2 separate regions of the Danio rerio genome follow, and region 1 is linked to region 2. Evidence: chromatin contacts called from public Micro-C data. All regions are on one chromosome and are shown on one strand. Each heading gives the region's core, a stretch centred on a gene start, on an enhancer-like site or on the middle of the called end of the contact. The rest is flanking DNA. Distances are from core to core; before and after follow the strand shown.

Evidence for each region. A called contact is a pair of places that touch in the nucleus more often than the background predicts.
Region 1: a contact with region 2 is called in a Micro-C map of caudal fin, with 2.4 times the contacts expected there. The contact joins two enhancer-like sites. A contact is called at or near these places in 2 of 18 Hi-C or Micro-C datasets (caudal fin and an unstated tissue).

What each region holds. Positions count from the first base shown.
Region 1 is chr23:16,211,357-16,217,414 of GRCz12tu, reverse strand. It overlaps slc2a4rg (SLC2A4 regulator), which reads right to left. Exons shown (of 9, transcript XR_012398873.1): 3 at 568-668. Among named protein-coding and RNA genes, the nearest start is that of slc2a4rg, 82 kb to the right of the region's middle. Within about 2 kb of position 3,159, at least 26 of the 62 cell types and tissues checked have an H3K27ac peak or open chromatin away from gene starts, as enhancers often do. A contact at or near this core is called in caudal fin, where this site is marked.
Region 2 is chr23:16,164,217-16,170,072 of GRCz12tu, reverse strand. The region is part of intron 2 of slc2a4rg (SLC2A4 regulator); the gene reads right to left. Among named protein-coding and RNA genes, the nearest start is that of slc2a4rg, 35 kb to the right of the region's middle. Within about 2 kb of position 4,157, at least 9 of the 62 cell types and tissues checked have an H3K27ac peak or open chromatin away from gene starts, as enhancers often do. A contact at or near this core is called in caudal fin, where this site is marked.

The DNA.
Region 1 (6,058 bases), core at 1,910-4,409, 48 kb before region 2:
TAGACCCTTTATTCAGGTGATCTTAGACTGATTGTTTTGAGGCGGATTTAAGTGTGATTGCGGGATTCACATATGCCAAACGAACCGCACTAACTAAGCATACGAGTCAGGTTCCAAAACAAACCTCTGCACCCTGAAATGTGAAAGCATCCTGAATACAGTAATACCATAATACAATTCAAAACTGTAAAATATTTGTTTATTAATGTATTAATTTTACAGTTTAAAATAATAGGTAAATTATATGACTTACTGATCTGAATAATTGTCCGTTTGACTGTTTGAAACAGTATGGACTGGTTTCACTAGAAGTCAGTGTTTAAAATAAACCACTATTCTTGTTATTTTGTTTGGCGACAAACAAATCACACACTTCGTTAAAGCCGTTTCCTATTTAAAACATCTGAAAACAAAGAAAGCAGGAGTCCTTTAGGGCACTTCAAGAGGTTTAGAGCTTGTTTGACAAGCTGCCATTCAACATGGATTCTCTGAGAACTAACATTTAACAAAGCAATGAGTGTTAGTAAGTCAGCACAGGAGGTATAGATAGTAAGGGCAGAGTTTAACCTGAGGCGCTGGAAGAAGGGTTGAGCACCAACGGGCTGGTGGACAGTGTGGTCAGGACGGTGGCGGCCATTACTTCTTTATCAGCATGACCAGAAGGACTCCTGTTAAATGAGAAAGAGAGAGAGAGAGATTAGGTTTCTAAACCATTAGCTATATTACCATCCATATACTGTTATGTACATTTTAGGTACATAAAAATTACATACATGGTACACATACATAGTAAATAAAATAGTAACTTTGCATTTACACCGCCGCCTGGCGAGAGTGTCGGAATTTGCTTTGGCCACCCTCACAATCAAACAAGTTTACTGTTTTTTAAATTAAATAAACCAATCTTATGCTGTTTGTGTAGTGAGATATTTGTGTTCATGTTTAAGCGCTAGTCTAATTTCTGCATGCTGTTTATAGAAGATGTTCAATAACTATAATAATAATAAGTCTTCACGCTAATGGTAATTTTTGCACATTTTACATTACAAACCGAGAAACCTGCACAACAATCATCAACCTCAGCCTTTGTTTTGTTTGGGAATTAATGTGGTCTGTAGCCCAAAGTTTATTAGTCCAAATTGTCTGGAATCCTCTCAAGTGGTCGACTAAAACCTTCTGATAGGTTTCCATCGAACCCTGTTATATTTCATTACCATAAAGTTGACCTGATTTCAACTTTTTTTTGACGCCCACTTTATCCAAAACAAGCCACGCATTGAAAATTAATGACTTCTAGCTACTTTGACACTCTTAACAGTGACGAACGATAACACCAAGATGCACATTTAATCTCAAATGGATCGTAATGTTCCTGAAAAAGGCATGCAAAATCATGAAGCCAAAAGGTCTTTACAGTACAGTTTGAGAAATCCCTCAATTTAAGTTTATTGTAGTTCGCAAGTTTTCTTTTGTGGACACACACCTTACAAAACATGCATTTAAATAATAGGAGCAGAGCCTAGATGAGTTGTGTCAATAGTGTGTTGTTTTCATGTCCGAGATATTTTGCTTGACCGGTCTAATATGCTGATACTCATGAAATTTATTCCCCCACTGTTTACATTCATTCACACATACTTTATGCACATTTTTGTGTGCTTTTTACAAAAACTTGTGTGTATTTGATAGTTCACATAAAGAGAGGTTAGTTTATTATTTATGCAATGTACTTTCTGACAGAATTTCTGTGTGCTAAGAAGGGGTTAAAACTAACAAGGCTTTTCAAACACGTGTTTTGTTTGTTGTTATGGTTATTTATTAATTATGTCAGTTTCCCAGAATGTGATGATTTTCTTCTCTTGAACACATGACATTGAATTTTATAAATGAATATTTTGCATAATCTGAAATAAGAATGAATAGGCTTTCTACTGATATATCGTTTATTAGAATTGGACAAAATTTGGCCAAAATACAATCTGGATTCTGAATAAACATTAAAAAAAAATCTAAATATTGAGAAAATTGTCTTTAAAGTTAGACAAACTTAGTTCTTAGCAATGCATATTACTAATAAAAAAATAGGTTTTCATATATTTACAATAGATTTTATATATTTATTAAGTTTTGATATATATATATATATATATATATATATCAATATATCAATATATATATATATATATATATATATATATATATATATATATATATATATATATATATATATATATATATATATATATATATATATATATATCAATATATATATAAAACAGTGTAACATAAGACTGCTTCATGTGGTTCAGTGTCACAATTGTGTTTACAAACATCAAGAATCAGAAAGCAAGACCACATGACTCTGTTTGTCACTGCACATGTCATTTGATTTAAGGTCATTTATTATGTAGGGAAATAAAGCTACAGCGGTTTTCCCTGTCGTAGCAACTTTCATTAATTATAACTGATTGTTTGCCCCAGTTTTCTAGTTTTTGAACAGTGTAATGCATGTAATATTCCTACTTTCTCAACTTACAAATCATAAAGTTCATTCACAATGCTGCATGAAAACCAATCTTAAAGTCCACATGATATCAAAATTTACAGTGCTTATTTTGCTAGCTCACAGTGTTATTCTGTGAAGTTAATTTACGGGAAAAAACGGTTTGTTTTGATAGTCTTCAATTAAATATTGAACACTACCACGCTTGAAGTGGCAGTTCTTCTGTAAACTTTAACATTAAGGCTTTCATAGCAACTGCATATTAATACCTTCTCTAACCGTTAGTTTGCTATAAGGGAACGATTCGCCAATGAAAGCCCAGCCCACAACTCAATATTCTGTTTCAGTTGGAAGTGCATCAACATAATGAAATAAAAGTCTTCCGGCAACTTCCAGAGCACGCTTACTTTAAGTTCTAGATCAACTAAAACCGAAAACATCAAGCAAATCCAGATGTTTAGTGCTCTCTCACACCAACATAAACAACACACATCTGTTAGGTGGGCCTTGCTTTGCTCTCTCTTTAAGCCTAAGCAGCCGTTCTTTCTTTTGAGCAAGGCCGAATCCCACAGTAAACACTTCTCTAGGCCGTATTGCAGCTCCCTACTGCGCTGAACTCATCACGAGTAATGGAAAATTCCAGCACAGTAATAAACACTAGCACTCGGCCTCTGGTTTGTGCCCACACAGAACAGCTCGATTATCAGCCGTATTTATTCAGCGTGTGTGTGGGAGAGAGTTTACTCATGTTTGTAAATCAACACCAGGGTTTAGTGTGCGGCTGAATGAAATGCCCTGTTAACTGTTTAGTGTCTTGCTCACAGGTGAGACTCAGCTGTGTGTTGTTTATACAGTTATGTGCATGGTTGATGGCTGTAATATTGGGGTAAAATAGAGGAGAGAAAAAAAAAGGAAGAAATGAGGGAGATCAGAGAGAGGGGAGAGGGAATGAGTGTTAACAGACGTCATGTTGAAATATTTATGCATATAATTAAGTGGATTACCTTACATAATGATTCAACAAACAACTAGCAGAATATGAAATACATGTTGATGTAGTCAATGATGTAGGGTTGGGTCGATGGACGATGCCATCACCAACAGACATCATGATGCTAAGTCGGCATCACGATCCTCCGCCCCGGGCCCGTTACAGCAACAACCCACTCGTGAAAAGCACACACTTAGGCCCCGTTTACATTAATACGTCTTTACGTAGGCCTCTCCACACTGGGTTTTACCTAGCATTTCTAAACAGCTCTCCATTCACACAATACCGCTGAAAATGTGTCCACACGATCACATGACAATGCACACACACACTCTGGTACACGCTCCAGTGGTATGCGTGCAAGTCTAAGCTCCAGGCAGTCAGCGGGGGCTTCGAGCACAAAGCCCCAAAGAGCAGTACACATCGGACAGTTTATCAAGGATGTACTGCTGGATCGGGTCAAACGATAGTTGTTAAACTTGATATTTAATTCATCTTGTCTTTATCTAACGACTCTTCTGTCTTTTGAAAATATCAGGTAATGTGTCACTTTAATCTTTCGCTTTCACGCTTGTACCTAGTAATTTTAGAGAAACCCTCAGATACTGTTGGTTGGTTGCTGTTTGTGGACGCCATTATAACGACACAGACCACTCTGCATATTCATACCAGTTCTGCGGAAAAAGTGATGGACAGGTGGTAATTTGTGTGTAAAATTTATTTATTTATTTATGATTTGTTTGAGACAAAAACAAATACTATGTGGGTCAGGTAGTTGAAATGGTAGGCTACAAATAATTAATTCATTATGAATTCCTTAATTATTCATAAATAATTAATTCACCACCTCCTGTGATGAAGATGCCTTCATACATCACAATGTTTCATATTATACATCATACGACGCCAAATAGGTCGACATCGCCCAACCCTATTCTAATATATTTTAAATTTGTCTTTTGCCAATTGGAAATATTGTCCTTTTTGTACAGAGGGATTGTTCTATGAAATTTATGTATTTTATATACAGTTGAAGCCAGATTTATGAGCCCTCCTGAATTATTAGTCCTCCTGTTTATTTCCCCCACAAATTCAGTTTATTTCTGTTTATTTTTTTTAGCACATTTCTAAACATAATGGTTTGAATAACTAATTTCTAATAATGGATTTATTTTATTTTTGCCATGACAGTAAATAATATTTTACTAGATTTTTTTCATGACACTTTTATACAGTTTAAGTGACATTTAAAGCAAACATGCTAATTTTACACAGAAATGCCCAGCCAAGACTCAAACCAGCAACCTTCTTGCCGTGAGACGACAGTGCTAACCACCGAGCCACCGTATCACCGCTGTTTTCAAATAACGTTTATTTTAGATTTCAGACATTTAAATGGAAGGAAGTTGTGCAAAACATAATTTAGTCTTTTCTTCTCCCAATAAAACAGCCGAGTAGTTTTAGAGTAGATGATACATTTACATGTTGTAAATCCAGCAGCTCTAATCTCTCCTCTGCAGTGCAGACAACCATGGCAGCGCCAATCACGTATCATAGATTAAATAATATGATAATTATTCATTAATACATGCTTTTACGCATATTTAATAATTGGAATGTCAGATATTTCACAATATATTTAGGAAATTTGTAACAGAGGTGTGAACCTACAGTGGTTCGGTTACAATTATTACATCATCGGTTTTGTTCAATTCGATATCTCAGTTCATCAGGGTGCATTGACCATGCATTCCATACACAATTTTATATTTAATTCACAGCACAATCTTATATTAAAATCTATAAATATATTTATATGAATAGATTAGTTGTAATACAATTTTGCCCTTTAATACAAAAAGTCAGATAAAAACTACCCTTAAAAACTCAAGGGGCTCTTTTTTGACAATCCATGCGCAAAATCCAAATCGCAGGGTGCAAAAACATTAAGGGCGTGTCAGAATACACTTTTGCTATTTTTTGGACGGAAAAATCTGCTTTGTGCTGTGGCGCATTGTCTAACAGAGTTGAGCTTATTCTCTTAATGAGTTATAGGTGTGTTTTGAGAATAAACCAATATATCAGCTCATCTCCCATTCCCTTTATGAGTCAGTTGCGCCGCTCTATAGCGCATTTGCTATTCACATGGCGGACTTTGTAAGTGGAAAAACTGAATGCTTCACTAGAGAGAAAACAGTTAAACAGAGCATCTACAGCACAGGAATGAGAGATAAGCCTCCTCATTCTTTACTTTCACTTTCACTCTCGTGGATAGGGAAACGTGTAGTATGCACAGACATCCATTAGCCTATACATAATTAATTTACATAATAATTTACATATACATAAATAAAAGCCCAAAGATTTGTTTTAAAAATATTTCTAAATTTAGTTCTAATTACCAACAAATGAATAAATGAACATTAATCACAAAGTGTGTTCAAAAAACGGAGTTAAATCCAATTACACATGCTGTGCCCCATATGGTCTAAAACCTGACAGGTGGACAAATTTAAGCTAATAACATTATACAAAAGCAAATTGAAAAAGCCCCCTGAGATAAA
Region 2 (5,856 bases), core at 2,908-5,407:
ACTCATTTGACATCACTTCTGGCATAATTACCACATCTGATTACCAATTTTTTTACACTTCCTTCGAGTTTGCAGCTTCTTTTTTTTCTTTTCTTTTTTTAAGAAAATGAGAGACATCAGAATTCATTTTTGGTGATAATTATGCCACAAATGAGTTTAAAGGGTTAGTTCACCCAAAGCCAGTCACACTGCACCACACTGCACTGCACACTGCTCCAAAGACTTCCATTCACTAAGATGCTTTAGCAGCTTAATTGGAGTTCACCTGTGGTATATAAGGTTTCCATATCCGGGACCAGGCCATATCCTGAGCTGCTGCTGCGCTGATGGTCAAGGGGAGTAGAGAACATGTGTCTGATTCCAGCAACGCTCCAGGGACAGACGAGTCTTTGCTGAGGCCATCTTCCAGCCTCCATCGCGGTGACTGAAGCTCTGCACAAGACTCTTGGCCAGCGGAGAAATTAAAATGGTCATGCACAACTGAGTCTGGTTCTCTCAAGGTTTTTTTTCTTCACTCCCATCAGGTGAAGTTTTTTTTCCCTCTCCGCTGTCGCCACTGGCTCGCATGGTTCAGGATTGGTTGAGCTATACATCGATGAATTTGCTCTTCAGTGTTTGAACTCTCAGTAATGATTAAATCACACTGAACTGAGCTAAACTGAACTGTACTGAACTTAAACACTAAAAACTGAACTACACTGTTCCAGTTATACTATGACCATTTATGTGAAGCTGCTTTGACACAATCTACATTGTAAAAGCGCTATACAAATAAAGCTGAATTGAATTGAATTGAATATATTTAGTCAAAGCACAAACCAAGCATGAAGACAATGGAATTGTCTTTAGACCTCCGAGACAGGATTATATCAAGGCACAAGGCTTTTGAAGGTTACAGAAAAATGTCTGCTGCCTGAAAGTTCCAATAAGCACAGTGGCCTTCATCATCCACAAGTGGAAGATGTTTGGAACCACCAGAACTCATCCTAGAGCTGGCCGGCCATCTAAGCTGATTGATCAGGGGAGAACCACTCCCCGCCTGGAATTTGCCAAAATGCATCTGAAGGACTCTCAGACCATAAGAAACAAAATTATCTGGTCTGATGAGACTAAAATTGAACCCTTTGGAGTGACTGCCAGGCGTTACCTTTAGAGAAAACCAGGCACCACTCATCACCAGGCTAATGCCATCCCTACAGTGAAGCATGGCGGTGGCAGCATCATGCTGTGGGGATGTTTTTCAGCAGCAGGAACTGGAAGACTAGTCAGGATAGAGGGAAAGAGCAATGCAATCTACACAGACATCCTGAATAAAACCTGCTTCAGAGTGCGCTTGATGACAGATTTGCGAGCAGGACAATGACCTAAAGCACACAGCCAAAATATCAATAGAATGGTTTCACAACAACTTGTCCTTGAATGTCCTTGAGTGGCCCAGCCAGAGCCCAGATCTAAATCCTATTCAACATCTCTAAAGAGATCTGAAAACGGCTGTACACCATCGCTTACCATCCAACCTGATAGAGCTTGAGAGGTAATGCAAAGAGGACTGGGGAAAAATCCCTAAAGACAGGTGTGCCAAGCTTGTGGCATCATATTCAAAAAGATTTGAGGCTGGAATTGCTGCCAAAGGTGCATCAAAAAGTATTAAGCAAAGGCTGTGAATACTTATGTACATGAGATTTTTCAGGTTTTTTTATTTTGAATAAATTTGCAACAATTTCAATAAATCTTTTTTTTCACATTGTAATTATGGGGTATTGTGTGTAGAATTTTTAGGAAATAAATTAATTTAAGGCTGTAACATAAAAAATGTGAAAAAGTGAAGTGCTATGAATACTTTCCGGATACACAGTATGTCATTAATTATTCACTCTCAGACCTCCGTTCATTTTTGGAACACAAGTTATTTAAGATGAAATTAGAGAGCTCCCTTATCCTCCATAGAGAGCAACGGTCCCAGCTTGTTCAAAATCTAGACAAACAAAACATCCTCAAAAATGTCTGTAGGAGCATTCATCCATTTATTCATTCATTTTCTTTTCGGCTTAGTCCCTTTAACAATCAGTGGTCGCCATGCAACCTATCACTGGGAAATACCCATACATACTCATTCACTCACATACACTACGGCCACTTAGGTTACCCAATTTAGCTGTACAGCATGACTTTGGAATGTGGGGGAAACCGGAGCACCTGGAGGAAACCCACGCAAAAGCAGGGAGAACATGCAAACACACAAAAATGCCAACTGACACAGCCGAGGCTCGAATCAGCAACATTCTTGCTGTGAGGTGACATCGATACCCACTGCGCCACCGTGCCACTCTGTAGGAGCATTAATTATATTTTTAAATGCTTGTTGGCTGTTTGGGTTCACTGGTGATCACTTCCATTTCCTTTATTCTACCTGACAATGTCTTTATTTGTAGTAACAGGTAAAAAATACAAAAACAATAAACCACTTCTACTCCTCAATGTCAGTATAAGGTGCACATTCATGAGAGCGCTGTGCACTGATGATTGAACTGAAGTCATTATTTTTATTTTTATTTCCACACAAAAGTGTTCTTGTTGCTTCAGAATATTCCAAAGCTCTTGAATATTGCATCTAAAATATTGTTATATGTGTTCAGAAGATGAACGAATGTCTCAGGGATTTTGAACGACATGAGGGTGAGCATTATAGACCGAATTTACATTTTTGGGTGAACTAACCCTTTAACTTGTCTTGGACTTTTTTTAAGGAGATTTAGATTTGGAGAAAGATTTAGGGACAAACCAAGGCCTGGTGCAGCTCAATTACTTTTATTAACTATTGTATTAGGGGTTAAACATTGTATAAGGGGTTAAAGATAGGTATTAGGGGTGGAAAACTGGCACATAAATCGCAATGATGACACACAATGAAGACTTTTTTTTTGGCCACAAATTGGGTCAAAATTATAGGGATGAAAAAGCCTTCAACTCAATCAGCAGTTAATTATGTGTAATGACACCACGGATTGGAAGATTGAATTTTTTTTTAAGGGACAAAAAGACACTCGCTCACTGGACGGTGGAAACTAAGCCCAAATCTGGTAGACACTGACTCAGTATGGAAGTAGTAAAACAATCCAAATTAATCCAAAACAAAAAATCTGTTGTGACAAGGCTATAGAGCTCGGATAACAGGGAGTGCAAATTGGGTCCAAAATAATGAGTATATGGGATGTTCAGACTCCATTGGAAAGTACAAAATAATCCTAGTGACACCATAAGATGAACAAAAAAGATTGGAGGGAAAAATGCTTCAACAAGCCTTAAGTCAGGCCACATACCACAATCAAATTAGGGGAACAAATCATAAAGATAACATAAAATGGAGACTTTTTGGAGAATAGGTTGTTCCTGCATGTCAATAGAGACTTTTGTTTCATGTTTACTTTAAATGTTAACGTCTCATTTCTATTCCCATTTTTGCTTTTTTGTTTCTTTGCTTGTTTAAAGAAAAGTTTCTTGTCATAATTCTACTGCAAATTGTGCTGGCAAAGCAGTATATCCACTGCAAGAAATCCCATGTCACTAACTAGTCAATGTACAGGACTTAAAATCCAATCCTGGATTCATTTTAAGCATGAATATTGTTTCAGAGTACATCTAAAACCAAAGAGAACATCAGAAAATGCACCGACACCTAGAATGTCATATTATCAAAGTGTGTTTTCGCTGCTTTATATCAGTGAAGATTGCTTCAGAGAGCAGATATTTATTTCACAAGGATTAAAGTAATCTTTGTGCGAGTGTGTGGGTTTGAGTGAATGAGAACAGTGTAAGACAGCGAAGCAGCCTTGATCCTGAAACGGCACTCTCATATTGTTGGGATTTACCCTAAATATGGTGCCATGATCCGGAGCAAAGTGTAAGGGCCACTGGGTCAGTGCAGCATTGAGGACAAAATAGAAAAATACCTAGATCTCATCCATTTTCTACAATATCTGCCGAAGACTAAACATATCAAAGTGCAGATGATTTCCTGAGTGTCATGAAAAACCAAACTGACTGGAGGCGTGACAGATTCATCTGGAAAAAGGAGGATTGACAGAATAGGTACTGTAGAGATCCAGCTGTTCTTAGAAGTCAGAGCAGGCTGCCATTTATTCCCAAGAAAAGCTTGAAAATGCTTTCAACTATGACTGAAAAAGGTTATGTAAGATGTGGGTGTGTGAATGGTAAAGAAGAGAGAGAGAGAGAGAGAGAGAGAGAGAGAAAGAGAGAGAGAGAGAGAGAGCCTCAGCGGTGCTTTCCTCCAGTTCCTGCACTTCAATCCAAGGCCAAGAATCATAGTATAATTTACAGCTGGACGGGGAGCAGTAAAATCAGTAAAGTTATCCACACATGCACATAATAGGCTCATTTTGTTAGGACAAAAAGGAGTATTCTAAACACCGCTTGATCAGAGAAAACTAGGATCGCAACGGACTGCAATTGATTTATGCAGATCCCAACCCACAGTTCTGTACCCACGTGACTTGTGGATTAATATTAATTTTTTTAACTATTGCTTGAAGTGATTCATTACATACAGTGAAGTTGTGCTACTGTGAAAGAGGCATGTTAATCAGTCAACAACAATACCTATATTTAAATATGCAAACTATGCGCAACACTGCATGTTAATGCATAAAACATTTGCTAAAAAGCATTGGTTTCATCAGTCAAAATAAGAAAAATGGCCACTTCCTAAATAAAACCTGGCACCCAAACATCAAGAAGAACATTGGAATTTGCTGCGGTCAATGTGTTTTTTGTCTTATGTAATAGATGACAAAAAGCTTTAAAAATTTTTTAATGCAGATTAAAAATGCACATTTTGAAGTTTTCATTAAGCATTTTTTATGCAATATTCCAAAATGGCGAATGGAAACATAGCTAATGGCTAACGGAGAAACTGAAGAATTCAAAATGCTTCCCGCATCACTCAAAATCACATATACAGAAGAATTTTGATTTTTCTATTAAATATAATGATGAAAGAAGTTGCTTTGTTTTGCTTTGCTTTCAGTAACTTTGATATGGAGGCTGAAGAAGCGATCTCCTGCTGAAGAATTCACCCACTCCTGTGGTTTGTAATGTAATGGGCAGCACCAAACTCGATTGATTTCTATGAGAATCTTGTGTCCATGTGGGTTCCAATAGGTCTTCTGCAGTTTTTGTGATGATTGGGAAGCAGTTTAATAGATGATTCATTGGAAAAATCTACCTTCTGCCACTTTTTCAAATGATCAACTAGTCTAGAAGTCAAGACTTTTGCCAGTCAGTATATGGCTGCACATTGTTAAAAGATGGGGATCTCGATTCAAACACCCATGCAACGTTAAATATAAAACCTCAAGTTTTATAAAAACAAGTTTTGCATATGTTTATTATTCTTTTGATGATATCTGTAGTAAGTTTATATCAGCATTTGAAAGAGGTTCAGTCTTTATTTTTCAACCAGTATTGTACCAGTAGGTCGCGACAAACAACAATTTAAAATCTGTCACTGAAAAATTCAGACTAATAAGAATCATCCACTAATCAAAAATGACATTTTTATGAGTGAGTTGTTAAATCGTTAATTAAAAATTTAACAGGAATAAATAAATACAATGATTTGTTTCTGTTAACAATATTATAATGCTTTAGATTTAAGATTATCAGCAACAGTATGAAAATTTGTTTTTAATCTGTTGCACTTTAACAACTGGGTATTGAATATTATATTTGAATCTTTGATTTAATCAACTGGTAATTTCTTGATTTTCTTCTATAAGTTATGTTTGTTAAAAGCAAAAGCTCCTTGCTGTAGTATTGTTATTGTGAGCAAATTACATT